2 separate regions of the Mus musculus genome follow, and region 1 is linked to region 2. A link is a contact called in public HiChIP or PLAC-seq data. All regions are on one chromosome and are shown on one strand. Each heading gives the region's core, a stretch centred on a gene start, on an enhancer-like site or on the middle of the called end of the contact. The rest is flanking DNA. Distances are from core to core; before and after follow the strand shown.

What was found. HiChIP or PLAC-seq counts read pairs in DNA pulled down with a chosen protein or histone mark.
Region 1: a contact with region 2 is called in an H3K4me3 HiChIP or PLAC-seq map of embryonic stem cells, with 19 read pairs. The contact joins the promoter of Soga1 here to the enhancer-like site in region 2. A contact is called at or near these places in 8 of 39 promoter capture datasets (3T3-L1-derived adipocytes, the C10 cell line, the HPC-7 cell line and 4 more), 2 of 115 datasets of contacts at active chromatin or transcription factors (embryonic stem cells and microglia) and 3 of 9 other capture datasets (adipose tissue, liver and pancreatic islet).

Annotation. Positions count from the first base shown.
Region 1 is chr2:157,077,750-157,081,739 of GRCm38.p6, forward strand. It overlaps Soga1 (suppressor of glucose, autophagy associated 1), which reads right to left and starts at 1,516. Exons shown (of 15, transcript NM_001164663.1): 1 at 480-1,516. The coding sequence starts at 1,160. It also overlaps a transcript of Tldc2 not described here.
Region 2 is chr2:156,965,107-156,968,901 of GRCm38.p6, forward strand. The region is part of intron 2 of Ndrg3 (N-myc downstream regulated gene 3); the gene reads right to left. Among named protein-coding and RNA genes, the nearest start is that of Ndrg3, 25 kb to the right of the region's middle. Within about 2 kb of position 2,070, at least 33 of the 459 cell types and tissues checked have an H3K27ac peak or open chromatin away from gene starts, as enhancers often do. A contact at or near this core is called in embryonic stem cells, microglia and pancreatic islet, where this site is marked.

The DNA.
Region 1 (3,990 bases), core at 266-2,765, 110 kb after region 2:
AGGGGATGTTCCCAGATGTCACGCTTTCAAACTGGATCCGCCCCAAAAGGCAGGCGAGGACAGGCCTGCCGGGGAAGCCCTGGGTAAGGACTTAGGATGGTGTTCTGCCTCTCCTTGCCAGGGGATAGCACGGTTTCCCTGGCAGCCTAACACACGGACATTGGTTCCAGAACAGAGAGCCGAGAAAGCCTGCTGATCTGGGACCGGGGTCCTGGGCAGGTTAGAGGGGGGGAAGGTCAGCCTTGGCTGACTATCCCCACTCACCCATCAGAACGTGTCCTCTAAAACAGTTTTACCGCGGGTGGGAAAGTGCACATTGGGGTCCTTTACTCGGTGTCTTATCCATAATCCTCCTCACCGGAAAAGTGGGAAGAGAAGGTGGGGCACTCTCCCTGCTTGGTCAGCGCCCTGGACTCTTGAGCCCGGATGACCAGTCCTCTCCCGCCCCTGCGCCTCCCCCATCCCCCCCAGGTCCCCACCTTGAGATAGTCGTTCTCGGAACGCAGCTCTTCCAGCTCCCGCACCAAGCCTCCGGGCCCACAGTCCAGCATCTCCTCGGTGAGGTCGGAGAAGGCTAGCGAGGCGCTGAGTGGCAAGCGGCTGCTGCCCACCGACGATGCGGCCACCGACGGCTCATCCGGGGAGGCGGGAGGCCGCGGAGGCTGCTGCCCCGACTGCGCTGGCTGGGGCGGCTGCCCGGTGCGGGTCCCCGCCGGGCCGCCCGCCGCAGACTCGGCGTCGCTGCTCAGCGCCAGCTCCAGGCCCAACTGGCGCGCCTCCTCCGACGCGCAGTCCGACACCTCGGAGCTACTGTCCGTGAGGCTGGGCGGCGGCGGCGGCGGGCGGGGCCCGGTACCGGGACGAGGGCGACCCTTGGCGCGGACCCCCGTGCGCACCCCGGCCACCCGAGGCCCCGTGCCTCGGGTACCAGGAGCCACCGCGCGCCCCTTCTTGTCGGGCCTCGCCGAGGACGCGGTGCCACAGGCTGTAGCGGAGCCCGGGCCTGTGCCGCGGCGGCCTTTGGCCAGAGACCAGCCGGCCACGTCCTTGGGCCGGGCTGGTGATGGCGCGCGGTGGCTTTTCTTCCTCTCCGCGGCGGGCGCGGGCGCAGGCGGGGGGCCGTAGCCCCGCGCCGATGACTCTCCCGCTGGCGTCTCCATCGCGGCCTCCCCGGGTCTCAGCGAGCGGCGCGCATGGCCCGGGAGTGGCCGGCTTGGGTGTCCCTGCGGCGGGTCTCGGATGCGCTCCCGCCGCTCAGGCCGCGACTGCGCTCCGGTCTCCTGCGTCCGGGGGCTGCGCTCGGGCCCTGCCCCGCGCCGCGCGGCCTCTCCGCCACTCGGTGCTCTCAGCGCGCGGCCCGATCTCCTCCAGGCGCCGCGACTCCGACTCCGGCTCCGCCCGGTGCCCGCCCCCTCCGCCTCGCCGCGCCCCCGGAGTGCGCCCGGACCCCGACTGCAGCCTGCTCGGCGATCGCCGCCTCGGACTCCCAGTCCGGCTGAGGCCAGGGCCCCGGCTCCGCCCGGCGCGGCCCGCCCCCCACGCAGCCCCGCCAGCTCCCCGCCCCGCCGCCTCGGCTCGGGGGCGCGCGGCTCGGCGAACAAAAGGCGGACGCGGCGGGAGCAGCGGGGAGGGACGCGAGCGGGGAGCGAGGGAGGGATCCGCGAGGCAACAGCGACCCCCTCGAGGGTCAGGCGGGCCCGGGCAGCCGCGGCCTCGGCTCGCTCCCGCCGCTCCGGGCCGCCGGCCGCTCCTCTGCGGGCTGGGGGATCACACCCGGCCGAGGAGCCTGGAAGCCCGGCGTCGCCGTAGGGGCCTCGTGGACGACAGGAGAGACTATTCCCTGGCAGAGGCCCCGCGGACCTCAAAGGGCCGGAGCCAGCATCCATGCACACCCAGCACCGCGCCGCGCGCCCCTTGTGGGTGCTGAGCCTGCGCGAACTCCGCCCCCTTTAACTGGGCATGACAAACGACCCCATCCTATAGAACCTTAAACTGAACACGACCTGGCACGCGGTCGGTTCTTGGTCTGAGAAGGAAGCAGGATGGATCCTACAGAGTATGCTGGACTCCTTTTGCCTCGTCTATCTGTCCGCTGCCATTGGAACCGTGGCGTTCCGCGTGCATCTTGGATCTTGCACACCCTAGTTGCCTATGAACCCGGGCATAGTCTTGTCTCCCCGACCCCAATTTCATGGTCTTTGCGATTAACTTCAGGCTGTGCCTTGAGGATGCCAGACCGTTAGGTGCTTAGGGGGCAGGTTCTAGGCCGGTTAGGGGCTGGCATGGGACTGTGACCCTGAATACCAACAGGGTCAGATTGACTCCACCACAGACTCCAAGGCCCCAGTATTGGTGGGCATGGTTTCTTTCCTCTTGAGCTATTCAGGCTATCAGAGTTAATTTCTCAGAATCCCTTACACCTTCCTCACCTCTGCCCTCTCCACACTGTGCCTAAACCATAGTAAGTTCTTTGGCCCTGGGAAGGCACTCATCAGCATGGTAGCTGCCCAGTCTCTTGCCACCCAGAAGGTAGCTCGTACACACACACACACACACACACACACACACACACACTATGCAGCCTCTTTTTCTTCCTTTAGACCCTTCTCGGTCTTTCTCTCCCCTTCTCTTTTCCCCCTTCTTTTCCATGGGTTCCTCGTCCTCCTCTTCTTCCCTCATCTTTACTTTGGCTCCTCCCCTTTCTCCTAACCTGACCTACATCATGGCCAACTAGTTCAAGGTCTACTCCTTTTTCTTTTATTGACCCACCATCCACCTCGAAGTACAAGCAGGTCTGCCTAGCACCTGGGAACCCTGAGGACCCTGGGGAGTCCTCCTACACCCAAGCCGCGGAGTCCAGTCCTAGCCTGCTCTAATGGGTCCATTACAAGTTCATTATCGTGATTGTCCCTGCTCTTAAGGGGCTCATTGAAGTGATACAGAGAGAATGTGCAGTTCTTGAAACTTGTTGCTTCCTATAGAACATGGGTTTTTGCAGTGTGAGGGCATATGCATGAGACCATCCTCAGCTGGGTAGGCACTAATGCAGACCATGCTCCATATTTCAACAAAGAATCTTAGAATTCTCCCCCCACACCTCTCTCTCAAGATGGTGTCTCATTTTATTGCCAGGCTGGCCTTGAATTCATGGGCTTAAGCTTTCCAAACAGCTGGGAGTACAAAAGTCTGTCAACTCTTGTCTCAGAAGGATTAAGGAACTTTTTTTTGGCTTTTCGAGACAGGGTTTCTCTGTGTAGCCCTGGCTGTCCTGAAACTCACTCTGTAGTCCAGACTGGCCTCGAACTCAGAAATCCACCTGCCTCTGCCTCCCGAGTGCTGGGATTAAAGGCTTGCGCCACCACCGCCCAGCAGGATTAAGGAATTTATGTCTGGTTGCATTCTCCAAAAAGAAGCACATGATATATATTCCAATTGTTGTTGTAGTAGTAGTAGTAGTAGTAGTAGTAGTAGTAGTAGTAGTAGTAGTAGTAATGTGTGCATGTCACACATGCATACACACACACACAAGTGCACACATGCCACAGTGCACATAAAAGGTCAGAGGACAACTTTTAGGAGTTGCTGTCACCCATCGGATCGCTAGCTCTTCTCATAGCCATCCTGGCACTGCCAACAGCCTCAGGGTCTGCTTCCTGCCCTCCAGCCTGGGCAGAAGACCTCTGTGGCATGGCATGGCATGGCATCTGGCAAGCCCTCACTCACAAGCTTTCTCTGTTGCTCCCTCTCTCCATCCGTGGAATCCGGTCACCACATGAAAAGTACGGTTAGGTCTCATGGGGTGGTCCCGTAAAGTCCGTCCAGCCAACTCTAGCTCTAGTCCCCACTGGCTACCGGACCTTACAGAAGCTTCCCTGACAGCCTGGAGCCACCACCAGTGAGGAGTAGAGAAGTGAATTCTCTCACCAGCCCTGCCACCTAAACTGTAGAACAACTCTCTGAAGGCACCAGGGTTTGCCTGCCCCAATTTTT
Region 2 (3,795 bases), core at 820-3,319:
TATTTCTCTTTCTGATATATCTTCAGCGCTTCTGAAGACAGCTATGGCTGTCTACTATGGCCATAGTAGGCAGACTAAAAGTCAGGGAGTGAGAAGCATGGTGGGCTCTCCTGTTTGGCATGAGATCTTCTGGGTGAGGTGGCTGGACAGCCTAACAAGCAGATGGTGAGAAGAGCACCAGACCTCTAGATCCAGGTCAAAGTTAAATGTTAAATGTGTGGGCTGGACAGGTAGCTCAGCAGTTTAAGAGCAGTGACTGCTCTTCCAGAGGACTGGGGTTCAATTCCCAGCATTCAAATGGCAAGTCACAACTGTCTGTAACTCCAGTTCCAGAGGATATGACACTCTCACAACACAGACATGCATGCAGACAAAACACTGATGCAGATAGATAGATAGATAGATAGATAGATAGATAGATAGATAGATAGATAGATAGATAGATAGATAATTTTTTAAAAGTTAAAGGTGCTAGGCACTAGTCTGGGTTCTAACACTTTAATAGACACTGGCTTTGGACCAGGTATAAGCCTCATCTGTAAAACAGCTGAGTATTTGGCAAGAGGATAGAAGAATAACACAATATTTGGTTGGTTTATTTGTTTTGTTTTTTGATGAGATAGGGTCTCTCTACATAGCCCTGGCTATCCTGGAACTAGCTCTGTAGACCAGGCTGGCCTTGAACTCAGAGATCCACCAGCCTCTGCCTTCTGTGTGCCAGGATTAAAGGTGTGTACCACCATGCCCAGTTGGGAGAATAATAATAATATTTCTAAAAATACTCTGAAAATGGCTAAATACTTTTTTGAGACAGAGTCTTATTATGTAGCCCTGGCTAGCCTGGAGCTCATTATGCAGCCTAGACTCTTGACAGCCTTCTTGCCTCTGCCCTCTAAGTACTAGGATTTCAGGGGTGGGCCTGCCTTTCCTTTTTCTTTTAAAACAGGGTCTTGCTATGTAATCTAGGGCTTAATCTTCTCTTATCTCAGCTTTCTAAGCACTGGTATTATAGTTCTGTACTACCACATTTATAATGTTATTTGAGGGGGGAAAATATATCTATACATTCTGCTTTGGTGGTTACTTCTTTTCATTACTGGAGCCAAAATAAACATGGCAAATTCACCCACTTCTTGACAATTCTGAGCTATAGACAAAATTACAGTCATACTAAAATAAAAATGGGAAGAATACCAACAAGTTATAAGACAAGTTAACATGAGCTTCTCTTAAAATATATGGAAAATGCTTCCTTATGGTCACCCCAGGACACATTTCCCTGTAACAGGGTCTGTGTACATTCCTTTTAGGTCCCTGAAGCCTGAAAGGGTTTGGCAATATCTTATGCTAAGAGCAAAGTATCAAGTGAGAGATGGGGTAAAATAATATTCATTTCTAGGTTGTTCCTTAAAGAGACAAGAAAAGTCACAATGGCCAAGTCTAGATGGTCACACAGGCGGGCAGAACATTTCAGAATAGGAAAATCTTGGGTTTCAGACCCAGCTCTACCATTTACTGACTGAGCAAGCTGGCCTATCAATCAGATATTGTCATCTGTTACGTGAAGATTATAGTACTTTAAAGAGAAATCTGAGCATTAAGAGAGAATGCATGTAAAGCACTTGGCACATAAAAGTACTTAGTTAGTAAATGAATAATAGCAGGATAGCCCATACTCCATAATGAAGAAAGGGAGAAGGGAGGAAACCGAGGTGGGGGCGAGGGGACAGGGAGGCCAAACAACAACAAAGTTGCTTAAGGCGTCTACTCGTTCTGATCCAGAGGCTTCCTCTTAATAGCAGTGAGCATCATTCATGGACTTTGCACCCCATTTAGCACTATCTAGAGACCTTTTTAGTTGTCACCACTGGGTGGGGGGCTAGGGAAGGCTAGTAGCATCTAGTGGACACAGGCTGACGTTGTTGCTAAACATTCTACAATACATAGTAGAACAGTGTCCTAAACAACACCCAGTCCAAACACCAGTGCCAATACGGAGAAATCCTGCAAGCAGTGCCTGGAACTCAATCTTGCCAGCCACTTCCTTCTTAGCTTTAGTTCACTCAGCAATACAGAAACGTCCTTCTCCGTGCTCTCTACCTCACAGAGTCACCCAGAGCATCAAATGACACCATGGAGACGGAGGAGAGGCATTTTCCTCATCAGCTTCTTTTACAACATGTACAAAGGTACCAACTTACTGGGCAGAGCTGGCAGTTTTCAAACGCCAGGGAATCCCCGAAGTCAGGAAGATGGAGGGCTAGCTAAGGAGTCAGTAGTCCTCGGCAACGCCATTGTTCAAAGGGGACTCTTGCCTGCTCAGTCAGAACATGGGGCGATCATGAATGGAAACTGGGACAGGAACATGTCTCAGGGAGGAAGGAGCAAGATGGAATGTGTGAAGTTCATGGGAGCAGGACAGCACATGGAAGAGAGCCCAGAGGCCGTTAGGGAGTGGGGCTTTGCTTGGAGTCAGTCTATTTGGCCACAATGAACTACAACAACAGAAAGTTGATTCCTCACAGTTTAGGAAGCGGCAAGGTTTAAGACAGAGGTTTCGGTTTCTGATAAGGGCTCTCTTCCTGCTTTACAAATGGCTGCCTTCTTACTAAGTCCTCACACAGTAACAAGAAGAGGCCACCAACCCATCAGATTAGGCTCTGTGTTTCTGATCTTACTGAACTTTAATCACTTCTATTAAAGTCTGTCTTAGTTTTATACTGTTGCTGTAATTAAAAAAAAAAAAAACAAAACCTGACAAAAGGAACTTGGGAGAGGAAGGTTTTATTTTCGCTCACAAACCAGGTTACAATCCATAGCAGCTGAGAAGTCAAGGTGGCAGGAACTTGAAACAGCCAGTCCTAGTCCCAGTCAGCCCCAGTCAGCCAGCCCCAGCCCCAGTCAGTCAGCCCCAGCCCCAGTCAGCCAGCCCCAGCCCCAGTCAGCCAGCCCCAGCCCCAGTCAGCCAGCCCCAGCCCCAGTCAGTCAGCCCCAGCCCCAGTCAGTCCGTCCCAGCCCCAGCCCCAGTCAGTCCGTCCCAGCCCCAGTCAGTCCGTCCCAGCCCAGTCCACACACAGCGCCAGTGCTCAGCTCACTTTCTCCTTTTTCATGCAATACAGAACCCAACCCCAGACAATGGTGCTGCCTACTGCTAGGCTATCTTCCCACATCACTTAGTATAATCAAGACAAACCCCCAGTCATGCCCACAGACCATCCTAAGCTAGATAACCAATCCCAAAAGACAGCCTTCCCGGGTGATCCTAGATCACGTCAAGTTGACAATTAAAACTGACCGTCACAGGGCTTCCTCTCCAAAAGTCACATGTGGTGGGGGCTAAAGTTTCAGTGTGTAAAATTGGGGGGACAGAATTCACTCTGTAACATTCAAGCAAATCTGATAGCAATGCCCTTATTTGTAAGTAGCTTAGTGGCTGAGCACAACCAGGATTCCTTTGTTTAATCCTCAGTACAAACAAAACAACTACACTATATCCCAGACCAGTTCCGTAAGGTGTCAGTAAGAAGGCACAGCTTGGCATTAGCGACTCTTACATCTCCACATGTAGTTCCAACCAGAAGCCAAGCCTGAGTCATGCTGGCACCGTCTTTACCCCTGAGACTGGTCTGGAGCTGGGGTCTGGGATCTGCATTGTTAAGCACTCCCCTACCTGATTCTGAGGTCAGGTTACTTCCTTGCTGAAGCTAACCTGTCTGCTTTCCCCTGCCCTGAGAATACTCATTTCTGTGGCCAGACCTGCGCTTTATAACTATAGATTTTAGTATCTTCCTCTTC